Linked DNA regions of Mus musculus: regions 1 and 2 are each linked to region 3. The links are chromatin contacts, called in public HiChIP or PLAC-seq maps. All regions are on one chromosome and are shown on one strand. Each heading gives the region's core, a stretch centred on a gene start, on an enhancer-like site or on the middle of the called end of the contact. The rest is flanking DNA. Distances are from core to core; before and after follow the strand shown.

What was found. HiChIP or PLAC-seq counts read pairs in DNA pulled down with a chosen protein or histone mark.
Region 1: an H3K27ac HiChIP or PLAC-seq map of large pre-B cells shows a contact between it and region 3, with 11 times the contacts expected there. The contact joins the enhancer-like site here to the promoter of Nphp1 in region 3. A contact is called at or near these places in 4 of 39 promoter capture datasets (the C10 cell line, cranial neural crest, embryonic stem cells and 1 more), 1 of 484 Hi-C or Micro-C datasets (cortical neurons), 3 of 115 datasets of contacts at active chromatin or transcription factors (bone marrow-derived macrophages, large pre-B cells and stem cell-derived neural progenitor cells) and 2 of 9 other capture datasets (adipose tissue and liver).
Region 2: an H3K27ac HiChIP or PLAC-seq map of extraembryonic endoderm stem cells shows a contact between it and region 3, with 4 times the contacts expected there. The contact joins the promoter of Morrbid here to the promoter of Nphp1 in region 3. A contact is called at or near these places in 9 of 39 promoter capture datasets (the 3T3-L1 cell line, the C10 cell line, cranial neural crest and 5 more), 4 of 115 datasets of contacts at active chromatin or transcription factors (bone marrow-derived macrophages, extraembryonic endoderm stem cells, large pre-B cells and 1 more) and 3 of 9 other capture datasets (adipose tissue, embryonic stem cells and liver).

Annotation. Positions count from the first base shown.
Region 1 is chr2:128,403,003-128,407,120 of GRCm38.p6, reverse strand. All of the region lies in intron 1 of Morrbid (myeloid RNA regulator of BCL2L11 induced cell death), which reads left to right. Among named protein-coding and RNA genes, the nearest start is that of Gm14010, 18 kb to the left of the region's middle. Within about 2 kb of position 2,545, at least 25 of the 459 cell types and tissues checked have an H3K27ac peak or open chromatin away from gene starts, as enhancers often do.
Region 2 is chr2:128,427,333-128,431,173 of GRCm38.p6, reverse strand. Morrbid (myeloid RNA regulator of BCL2L11 induced cell death) reads left to right here and starts at 1,823. Exons shown (of 3, transcript NR_028589.1): 1 at 1,823-2,080. Gm36154 (a long non-coding RNA gene) reads left to right here. Exons shown (of 3, transcript XR_374969.3): 3 at 1-377.
Region 3 is chr2:127,786,389-127,790,579 of GRCm38.p6, reverse strand. It overlaps Nphp1 (nephronophthisis 1 (juvenile) homolog (human)), which reads left to right and starts at 1,689. Exons shown (of 20, transcript NM_016902.4): 1 at 1,689-1,794. The coding sequence starts at 1,726.

The sequences.
Region 1 (4,118 bases), core at 1,296-3,795, 620 kb before region 3:
GTTATTCTGTTACTCTGTGTGTGTGTGTGTGTAAGTGTATGTACATATTCATGTGAGTGTGTGTATGTCTGTACACATGAGTACACATGAGTACACATGAGTATAGAGGACAGAGCTCAGTACAGGTGTCTTCCTCAATAACTCTCCACCATATGTACTTATTTATTTGTTTATCTACTTTGAGATAAGGTCTCTTCCTGAGCTAAGCTAGCTAACCAACGAACTACAGGGATCCATCTGTCTCTCTGCCCCTCGAGCCTGGGTTCTAGACAAGTGCTACAACACCCAGCTTTTATGTAGGTGCTGAGGCTAACTGAGGTCCTTATATTTGAACTACAGGTCCTGTACCAGCTAAGCCTCCTAGCCAGCCCCCAATTCTCTTAATCACTTTTTTGCATGGTAAATACCTTCTGATATAGAGCTATCTCACAATCACCTTTCCAAATTCCATTACTAATCTGTGTGGGTGTGGGTGGGTGGGTGCTTCAATACCACAGTGTAAGTATAGCAGTCAGAGGACAATCTGCAGGGGTTAATTCTCTTCTTCTCTCACCATGCGGGATCAAACTCCGGTCATTGGGCTTGCCGGCAAATCCTTTTACCCACTGAGCTACCTTGCGGGCCCCTCTGTGGGTTTTTTTTTTAAATGTTTATTTTATAAGTATGGATGTTTTGCCTGCATGTATGTAAGGTATGTATCCATGGAGCCTGGAAGAGAACACTGGATGCCCTGGAACTGGAGTTACAGACAATCCATAAGCCTCCATGTGGTTCTGGGAGTTGAACCCAGAGCCTCCGAAGAGCACAAGTGCTCTTAATTGCTGAGCCATCTCTCCAGCCTCATCCCCTGTTTCCCCTAACCCCACACTGCTAGTCTTGATATTGCTGTGAGGTAATTTGCAAGATGAGATTACCACTTATATCAATGGGCCTTGATCAATCAGTTAGGGGCCTTCAGTAGAAAGACTAACCTCCAAGAAAAAAATGCCCCAGAGTCTCAATGTCCCACCACTGTGTTTTCCTAAACCCCAAAGGACTGGGAATTCTCAGCATTTAATGCAACACCGCAGGAAGAGTGGCTCCTGCATTACCAACTCCTATGGCTCTGTAGCCTGCTCTGTAGCCTGCTCTGTAGCCTGCTCTGTAGCCTGCTCTGTAGCCTGCTCTGTAACCTGCTCTGTAGCCTGCTCTGTAACCTGCTCTCTCATGTGGGCTTGAATCCGCACCACTGTGCAAACCAGCCCTTTAAATCTAAATCACTGTCTGTGTCTGTTTGTCTATCTCTCTCTCATGCACACATATGCATGTATATCTCCTGTGGGTCCTGTCTCTCTGGAGAAGCCTGACAAATGTGGTCGTCTTCCCAGAATTAACACTGTTCTCTGTGACAGACAGAATATGCATGGGTATAAAACAAGAGCAGAGGTGGCCTATTTCCCTTTGCAACTAAGTTCTTTTACTTTTCTCTAGCTTATGTAGAAGTGCATTTTCCTGAGCATGTTCTACCAACTTCCATTTAAAAACTCATACCAATCATCCACTCAGGATGGATGGCTTTGGTCCCCACAGGCAGGGGACACTTTCTCCACTAGACTGTGTCATCCTAGATTTTGTTGTTTCTCTCAGCATCTCTTCACTGATTTTATTCTCTAATGTTTAAAACCCCTGGAGTTGATAGCATCCTAAGATTGGCGGCTTGAAGAAACAACATTTATTTACATAAAATTTAACATACAGGTAAATATACTTATACACATGTGTAAACACATTTAAGTTCCTAGAGATTCATTTGAGGGCAGTGTTTTGGACCACTGAGTTTAGGGGAGGTTGCTTGCTTGAGCACAGACGGGGGACTTAGAGCATCACAACTTAGTGGCCACAGCACTAAAACAAAACAAAACAAAACAAAACAAAACAAAACAAAACAAAAAAAACAGAAAAACCGTTAATCACCAACAGCCCCAGAAGAATGAGTAGGGCTTGAGATGACCATCCTATCTGTGAGGAAATGTTGGGTACCCAGCCTTATTCAGGTAACCCGAGTTGCGGAGAGTTCATGAATGCAGTGACCACATCTTGTTGAAGAGACAGTGTTTCACGGAGCCCTCCTCATTGACTGCCTCTTACATTCTTCCTGCCCTTTCTTCTCCAGTGTTCCCCAGACCTCGAAGAGGGTAACACTTATGCTCCATTTAGGGCTAAGCTGTTGACAGTCACTTAATCAGTTATGAGCCTTGGCATAAAGCAGGGGGCCGTTTTTATAGATGTCCTAGATTGTGACATTTATTTGTGATGACCGAAAGAGGTGCTGCGTCTAAGAATATTGTGAACACACTAAGTATGTGCTGTGGCTGATCCAGGGATCCTCAGTGTGCCACGGGAAGTCAGAGAAAGTGACTGTGCCACCCAAAGGTGGTGAGAAGGTGTCCGGTGGGACCTCTGTGAAAGCCAAACTGCACTCCCCAGCTCTTACCAGGCCAGTCTGTCCACACAGGCAGGAGGGGCCTGGCAGCTACAGGCCTCCTTGCACACATCAGGAAAAGGAAACCATTTGAGACTCTAAGGGCTCAGAGTATGGGCAGACTGAGAGCACCTGGTGGTTCTGCTTGCCCTGTGGACCTAATCATGTATGAAGATCGTAAACCATCTCTGAGGGCAAAGTTGCCTGACCTCTGCAAAGCATTGGTTCCAGCATCCTTAACAGAGACAAACCTCACTCCCGTGCATAAGCCCTCTCTTTCTGAGCTGGTCAAGAGTCTCTGTAGGTTTTTGTCTTTTCAAATGTGCCCACCTGACTGGAATTTCTTTGCACTCAGGCTAAGTCAGAGAGAGCCATCTTTCTCTCCTGCAGCTGTGAGTTACACCCAACACTTGAAAATGAAACCGAGTAGTAAGAGGGGCTGAGGAAGAGTGTTCCTGACGGGAACAGAGGTTTGTTATCCAGAAAATGACGTGAGAAGCACTAGGGGAAACCTAGGGCATCTCGTAGCCAGGCACACAAGGTCGTGTGAGCTGACAATCTAATTATTCTGGTCCTAAACTCTCGAAAGAAAAATCCCAAGCCAGCATTTGACACAGTCATGCAGGAAAGCCCGCTTCTGCACCTCCATGCCCTCAATCAAATCTTACAAACACTACTCTGGGCTGCAGATTTTGTTTTTTGTCTGAGTGGATATCACCTCGGATCACTTGCATTAACTGCAGGTGTGTGATGCGGACAAAATGATTGCCCTCCCTACTTTTAGAACGTGCCTTGAATGTGAAGCAAGGAATTGTTTTCCCAAAGCCCACGGGACTGGAGATTTGCAGTGCAGATCTGCAGAGCCTGTGGCTGTCTGTCCACTCTTGGGGGCCCCAGCTCCCCTTGGACTAGTGCCAATAAGCCTCTGAAATGGAGGGTATCCTCTTCCTTCTGCCCCACTCCTTCCCAGCCCAGGCACGTCGTTGACACTCCATTTATGTGAGAAGCTTGGCATTAGCCGCAGGGCTTCACTCTTGACACTTGGACTAATTCTCCACTTTATATTCGTGATTGCCCTTCTGAAAGGAGAATCTGCTGCCAATGGCACCTGGGCATTTGAAAGTAAATATGATGCAAATACTGCCTCCCCGGCACATTCCCTCCTCAACTTTGGGATGAAGAGTGAGGATGAGAAGGAGGAGGTGAGCTGGGGTGCCCGACTCATTTGCATAATGGTGTTTGAGGCTGGGTGAAACTGAAACCATAGCCTGTGTGGGTGGGGCCTTGTTTCTCCTCACAGCTGCCCCCACCCCCCACCCCAGCAGCCAGGCCCCCTCTAGGCTCCTACAGAGGCCTAGGGATGGTGAGGCCCAGGGACTCAGGGCACCAGTGCGAAACCAGATAAAACACCTGGTGCTCCTACTGGCCACAGGCCCGCTGCTGAGCTCTGTGAACAAGCATGGGGGGGGGGGGGTGTCCTTTTTTTCTGATTCAGATTGCAATCTATTGGTGGGGCCCAGCGTGTGGCAGGGTGAGCCTTTGCCAGGAGAGCCAAATCATTTTGATCTTCAGTGGAATGCTCTCCCAGCTGAGTTATTTTTGACACTGTGAGGCAAGGCTTCTCTCCTCCAGTCATTTTTCAGTCAACTGGAGTCTT
Region 2 (3,841 bases), core at 574-3,073, 640 kb before region 3:
ACAGGGGACCTTCCCTCCCGACCCCACCCCCTGCTGTTTCCCAAGGCTCAGCATCAGAGCCTGGCATCTGGACCACATTTGTTGAGTCTGTGAATGACTGAACTCCACACTTCCTGTCCTTTGCTCTCAGTACGCTGCCATTGTCTTCACTACTGTCCGCATTGTTAAATAACCGTTTGTGGTCGTGCATTTTATTCATAGGCTCTGAATTTTAACAAGAGGTTACCTCTTTAGTGTGCAAGTCGTCTCTTTGAGCCTAGACTTTTGGTTGTGGCCCGTGACTCAAATACTATACTGGTAGGAAAACTTTCAACAGCAAACCACACACATTGTCAGAGGCCAGCTTTGACCTGCTCAGTGGTATAAGAGAACAGAGACACTCACCACAGTTACAGACCCTGGAGTTAGCTTTTCATTTTCATACAGAGGAAGGAACTACCATTGTCTGGATTTTGCAAATGGGCCAAGTATATCGGTCTTTTAATGATAACCAGTTATGGTTTGTATTGAAAAGCCCTCCCCTCATATATTTTGCTGTTCTCGGAAGTCTGGGCAGACTGTGCTAGATAGCCTGCTCAAACAACACGATGTCCTGGAGGAGCTGGACTGGTGTTTGGAGGCTTTAGAGGACAATGTACTTGCAAGCTGTTGCCAAGGCCAAATCCTCCGTCTCCTTAGGACTGAACATTCTCAACCTTCCTAGCCCTGCTACTCCTTTAATAAGCTCCTCATGTTGTGGGGAGCCCCAACTGGAGATTATTTCCATTGCTACTTCATAACTGGAGTTTTGCTACTGTTATGAATTATAATATAAATATCTGTGATTTCCAATGGTCTTGGTTGTCCCCTGGGAAAGGGTCATTTGACCCTCAGAGGGGTCTTGACCTATGAATGGATGAGTTTCTTCCCTTGCCCCTGTACCCCCAAATTCTCTCTCCTCCCTGCCTATACTGTTAGCTTTTCCCTAACCTGTTTAAGAGACTCTCTGGCACACATATCTGCTCTTACGTATGCTGTGTTAAGATTCTCTGATATACTGAAATGTACGTTTCAAAAGTGAAACCTCTGCTTTTTTTTTTTTTTTTTTTTTTTTTTTTTGGACAGTGCTGACTTTTGGGGGCAGGGAGGGGTGGGCAAAGATATCAACAATCACAGCAACCCTACCTGGCCTCACCAGAGGCTGCTCAGTGGTACATGGGTTCCGCTTTCTCTGGAGTACTTCTCATAGTTCAAAAAAGCTTGAAGCTGCGGAAGACAGCCCCGCCCTCTGCATCATTCAAAAGAAAACTCAGACATAGAGGCGGGCTCTTGGTTCTTGCATGGAAACGTTCAGGATTCTTTCAAAGTTAGAGAACCATAACTTTGTTTTTTACTCCTTGGTTCTTTTATTCATGTGATTTAGCCTAGCAAGACTAAGTCACACATGCTAACAGCCAGCTCAGAATAGATATAATGATTTTAGATCAAAACTCTGTGCAGAAAAAAAAAAATCATGGACTGAAATAGGGGATATCAGGGCCAAGCAAACTCAGATGCCTTAAGGAAATAGCAAAAATGGGTTCTTCCCTCTTCTGTGGACGGCCAGCGTGTTACAGCACCCGTGTGCATGTGAGATCTCTGCCTTTTATTTTCAGTTACCCCCAAGTCTCCTAACCAAAGCGTCTCCTCCCTGATGAGGGTGATCACTGGCTACAAGCCTGGGGCTTCCACACCCAAGGTCTGGGAAGCTGCTCTTTCCGGAAGGGTGGTAGAGACCCTGGGAACCAGACCAGGCGGGCTCACAAAGTATGAAGAGAATGTCGGGAGAGGAAGTGGTGGCTCTGAGTCAGCACGAGTCATCTGGTTCCAGTGACAATGAAGACTGAGGTGTCTGCTTTGCAGTTTTTTTTTTTCTTTTCTTGTCTTTTTTTTTTTTTTTCCTAATCATGTGGACATCTCTGAGAATGAGGGGACTGGGTGACTTTGCAGTGTCTGCTTTCTAAGTTTCAAAGTGACTTTCCAGGCAAGCTGCGCATATCTTGGGATCTTCACAGCACAGTGGCTGGGAAGGCAGGCGGACCCGTCTATCAGCTTCTCCCTGGTGAGTACTCTCAGTCAAAGATGTTTTCCGTGCACCTCTGAGCTGTGACAGCTGCTGTGTTCTGGGGTAGACACTGCTTCTCCCAGACTTTGAAGGTTTTGTGAGGTCAGAAAAGTGGCTCCCTCTGCCTCCAGCCCACCTGTTGTGTCTGTTGCGGGACTCTTGGAGGAAGTTTCTGAGCTGTGCCTTGTGGATGGTGGCTGTGTGTTATGCTGTCTCAGAGGAGAGCGTGAGGCTTGCCTGGGAAGGAAGCCACCACGGATTCCTAGCTAGAAGCTAAAGTGAAGGTCAGAGACGGAGGTGGGTGAGTTTGTGTTAACTGGGCACTGAGGTTGAACTAGTTTCCGCTCCTAAGAAGCAGAAGGAAGAGCCAACCCCGGGGGCAGCTTCTGGTCTCTGACTCAGGCAGCCAGGCCTGAGCTGTCCAGCTTCAGGGCAAGAAGTATGGCAGCGAGGCAGAATTTTGTCTTTTCTCTGAACACGCTACATCCCGTGCTTCCCTTTAACGCTCCAGGTGGAAAATGTGTTCAAAAGCAGAAAGAAAAGCCACAGGCTAGGGACCAGGAAGGGCATGGTGGAAGATGGGGGAAGGGAGTGGGCTGAGTTACTGCTATTCTTACAAACATCTTTACTGTCAAATAAACAGTTACAGTAACTGCTGTGCCACTTTTAAAGCAAATCTAAAAAGCGGTCATTTGCTTAAAAAGCTGCATAGCAGGCTGCAGGGAAGACAGGAGCCTGTTCTGAGCAACTCACTGGGGCGTGTGGGGCTTCCCGGGTTAAGAATGAGTCAGCAACCTAACTGAATGAGCCCTGAGAGCAGCTCCATTCACTCTGAGCGTAACAGGAGTTTGCCGGCTCGGGTCTTTGCATGATATCAGCATTGCCTGGCCCTCTGTGAAGAGGATAGTCACACACGTTCAGCTTTCTCCTGGAATGTACCTGAGAGGTCTCTTGGCTGTCTCCTTGTCAGGAATACTGTGTTCGGCTTCTTCAGCATGCCTGGGCTGATGACAATCATTTTGGGTCCTGCCCCTGACCGAGCACAGAGTTTGTTAAACGAACTCTGGGGTGCAGGAAGGACCAGGGTAGTCTAGAGCCGCAGTCGCACCCCACCCTTTGAAATAGTTCACACCCTTATGATTGGGAGAATCGGGTGAGACATGAATTTTGAAGCTGGCTTCCACAAGAGGCAGGCACTAACTTGGCTTAAATAAATCAGAGTGCAAGCTTCAGAGAAAGAAAGCCTCCAAATACCTTTGAGAAGAATTCCTATCCTAGAGCAGTTCTATACACGGAACCCAAGGAGTCGCCAAAGGCTTCACAGGTCAACACAGGGTTTGAATCTTTTCCTGGCTAGTTCTGTGGCTCTGCCTGAAGATTGTTTATCTGTGTTTAGATAACTGTGGGTGGGTCCCAGCTCTCTGGGGCCACACCCTGAAGCCACAAAACTTGGATAGCAAGATTAAGATTGGATTAGAAGGGAGGCCAGTGGGCCCCAGGTCCTGCTGACCCACTTCTGGAGACCTTGGACTTCTAGATCATTGTTCATCTACCCCCGCGCAAGGGGCCCAAGGAGTTAGCACCTGCCAGGAATTCAGGAAAGGGCCTGGATGGAGGCAGGACTCCAGTATCTTACCTCTCCCTGGTCCACTTAGTTTCCAGTCCTCTGAAGGCACATAGTTTGCATGTTTGTAGTTGGCCACAGGACTTTTACAGAAAGTGATTGACAAGCCAGAGGTAGCCAATAGAGAGAGCCCA
Region 3 (4,191 bases), core at 440-2,939:
TTTGTTTTATGATTTTTTTTTATGAGTTTGAATGTTTTGTGTTTTGTCTGCATGCATGTCTGTGTACCACATAGATGCCTACTTGGTACTTGCAGAGGCCAGAGAAAAGTGTCACATCCCCTAGAACTGGAGTTATAAGGCAATTACAAGCTGGTTCCTGGGAACTGGACCTAGGTCCTGAGCAAGAGCAGTCAATAATCTTAAAAACGGAGCCATGTCAGCAGCCCTCGTCTCATTGCTTAAGTGCAGCATCCGGCTATGTTCATCCTTTTCTAAGTCACTTCTAGCATCCTGCTCTAAACATGTAGGTGCCCTATGCCCTTGCTCTCTACTACTACTACCTGTTTGTATGTCCTGTGTGTCCCTAGCTTTGTAGTGGACCATTCCCCTGGACATTTCTTTTCCTTCTACCCTCCTACTTAACTATATGAAGTTCCCTCTGATAAGTTATTTCTCCACCGGTGAAATGAGCCAATTCAAGCCAGATTAGTGAGTTCAATGACCCAAAGGACCAAGGCCAGAGAAATGACAGTAGGAAGAGAGAAGTTGGGGAGGGGAAAGAGAAAGAGAAAGGTTGCCGGTAGAGGGAGAGACCAAAACCTCTGGATTACTTAGGGAAGAGCCTCAGGGGGGAAGGTCAGACCAGCACCTGGGCTGTAAAGTTTAAGGGTCAGGGTATGTTCGATAAGGGCTGAGGGATGCTGGAAGAATCTGGAGACCCGGTCTGCTTTGATATGTAAAATACGCACTTCAGTTCCTTCCCAGGTTTCCCTGAAGTAAGTTCAGTGACCAGTGTTCTTGGAGAACAAGGCAGGGGTTTCGTGGTCCCTGGTTTCCCCGTCCGAAACCAAATACTCTCCTCCCCCCCCATCCCCCCACCAGAAAAGTCTTCCATGGACACGGTACTTTGCCCATTGAAATTGGGAGTCAGGAGTCACAATAATAGATACCTTGGCAATAGTATACCAGCTCTATCCAGTGGTGAGCTTGGACCATCACCATTCTTAAATCCAAGGTTGCTGTCGAGTTTGGGTATTGGATTTAGAGGGCTGTCTCCTGAGAGTGAAAAGAAAACTGGGGCTCTTGAGAAATCTATTTGCCCGCAGGCTTGTCCCACATGGCAGAATCAGCACCCCCAAAGAATTGAGGATTTACCACATGAAAATTTTCGAGAGACACTTCAGCAATACCCCCAAATGGCAAGATTTTAAAACCGTCTCTGGGCCAAGTGTGATAGCACATACGTTTAAGCCCAGTACTAGGGAGGCAGAGAGGCCCGCGGATTTCTGTGAATTCAGGGCTACACCATGAGACTAACAATAAAACCACCTTCAGAGTGAACGTGCAGCGAAATCGAGTCCCACAAATGCCAAGGGAAAGCTCTCATAGCTAAGGTTTTCCATACTAGAACTATTTTTGAAGATTAGTTTCGCAGACCCGGCTTCAGAAAGCTGTGTAGAACAGAGCACCGCACGGTGTGAGGTCGTGATAGTTATGAGACCTGCAGTCAGGGACTCCCGGGGACCTCTACTACTATCCCTAGGAATCCAGAGGAAAGGAAAGGACTTTTTTTTTTTTTTTTTTTTTTTTTTGCAAAGCCTAAACCGACCGTTTAGTGCAACCTGTGGCACGGGGTTGTGGCGCCCGCTGATAGCGTCATCTTGCTGAGCCCTAGCTTTGGTTTCCCTGACAACCGGCGCGGTCCCGCCGGCGGCGGCTAGGCCGATGCTCGCCCGGCGGCCGCGGGACCCGCTGCAGGCGCTGAGGCGCCGCGGGCAGGAGCTGAAGCTGCAGGTAGGTCCGGGGTAGAGGGTCCCACATCCCAGCTCCTCACCGGGAGCCAAGCGCCGGGTTCTAACCCGGGGCCCCCGCCGTAGATAAAACCTCCAGAAAGCCTTGCGGGTCAACTAAGAATTCGGTCTAACGACTCACCAACCCTCAACACTCCTCATCCCTCAGGCCCTTGTCTAAACTAGCCAGACCCACCCAGCCCAGCGCCCCTCTCCTTTGAAATTCATCACTTTCTCAAAGTGTAACAGGTGTCAACGTATAGTCTTAATAAACTAACCAAGGACAGATTAGTAATTTCAGAAAAGTTAATTTCAAAGATGATCAAACACAAAAGATCACAAAGATTGTAAGTCACAACGCACAGTGCATGGAAGACGTGATGAAACAGGCGATGTATAAGCTATAGTGTATGAGCTACAGCATTTCTGGACAGCAGTTTGACAAGATATAGCAAACATTGATCCTCCTAGGCTGGTTGATACATTTCCAGGAATCTACCACTTGTAATAATTTTCAATTTGGGCAGAGATGCTTATTATAATAAAAGAAACTGGATATGAATAAGTGATCAATATTAGAGGGTGGATAAACTAACCATAAATTTATTATTGTTCCATAGGGCTCCTCAGTTCTTGTCTTGAGGAAAGAGTCTTAGTGGCAGGATACAAAACTTAAAACAGAAGTTTATATAGCAAAGCAAAGCGTACCCTCCAGAGAGACAGGAGTGGGCTGCAGGAGCCGGAGGAGCCTGGGAGGTCTCCCAATGTACATTTTAAACAAGTTTTAATCGATATTGACATGAGTGTGTATCCCTCTGTTGGTGATCTTGAAGTACCCATGTATGGGGACAGCAAATGTCAAAATTACAACGTAAGCAATATAATGAAGTGGAGTCTTTTGAGGATGCAGCCCTTTTATACAAGTGTGACAACTGAGTGTTCTTGCCTCCTTAGTTCTAACAGGAACAATGTAACTTCAGCTTCAAGAGTGTTTAACCACAAAGGACTGTCAGGAGACACAGCTACCAAGACAGGGAGGTGGTTTTCCTAGGTGATGTCATTTGTAATTCCTTACCTACCAGTATCATCTGTTGGGATCTGATGGTACTATGAAGAGATTTTTGCTAGAGCTTTTGGTGTTAGGGGGTAAAGAATTGTGGTAAGACATCAAGTTAGAAAAGGCGTGTAAGGACGTGGCTCCGTGGTTGAGAGCACTGGCTTCTCTTCCAGAGGTCACTAGTACAGTTCCCAGCACCCACATGGTGGCTCATAGTTGTCTAACTCCTGGGGCCCTGATGCCTGATTCTGGCCTCCAGGCACCAGGCCAGCATGTGATGCACAGACATGCAGGCAAGCAAAGTATTCATATACATATAAAAGAATGCAAAGTGCAATACATACTATTTCAATAATATTTGTTTTACATCGTGTATATAAAAAGATGTAGGGGGAAATCAGGGCGGGCTAGAGTGTACAGCAAACTGCAAATGATTCTTGTTTGCCTTTATGTGTTTTTTTTTTCTCAAGACACTGAATTCCTATTACTCTTAAGCATAGCCACAGGGAAAATTATGTAATTATAATCTCAAAAAAAAAGAGGTAACAAATAGCCGTTACTGGATTGTTCATTTGTTTTTCTGAAATTCTTTTTTTTTTCCATTTTTTATTAGGTATTTAGCTCATTTACATTTCCAATGCTATACCAAAAGTTCCCCATACCCACCCACCCCCACTCCCCTACCCACCCACTCCCCCTTTTTGGCCCTGGCGTTCCCCTGTACTGGGGCATATAAAGTTTGCAAGTCCAATGGGCCTCTCTTTGCAGTGATGGCCGACTAGGCCATCTTTTGATACATATGCAGCTAGAGACAAGAGCTCCGGGGTACTGCTTAGTTCATATTGTTGTTCCACCTATAGGGTTGCAGTTCCCTTTAGTTCCTTGGGTGCTTTCTCTAGTTCCTCCATTGGGGGCCCTGTGATCCATTCAATAGCTGACTGTGTTTTCTGAAATTCTTAATTTATCTTAGACAGGCTCCAACTATGTGGCTCTGACTAGTCTTGCACTTAATAAGTGGACCAGTTTGGCCTTGAGCTCACAGAGATCCTCCTGCATGCTGGCATTAAAGGTATGGACCACCATGCCCAGCTAGTTCACTTTTTAAATATGTGATCTAGCACCACATATTTTTTTCCACTAAATAACTTATTTAATAATCTTTAACAGATTAAGAGATTTCCTAGGCCAGGCATGGTGGCACAACGCCTTTAATCCCAGCACTTGGGAGGCAGAGGCCAGCTTGGTCTACAGAGTGAGTTCCAGGACAGCCAGGGCTATACAGAGAAACCCTGTCTCGAAAAACAGAGAGAGAGAGAGAGAGAGAGAGAGAGAGAGAGAGAGAGA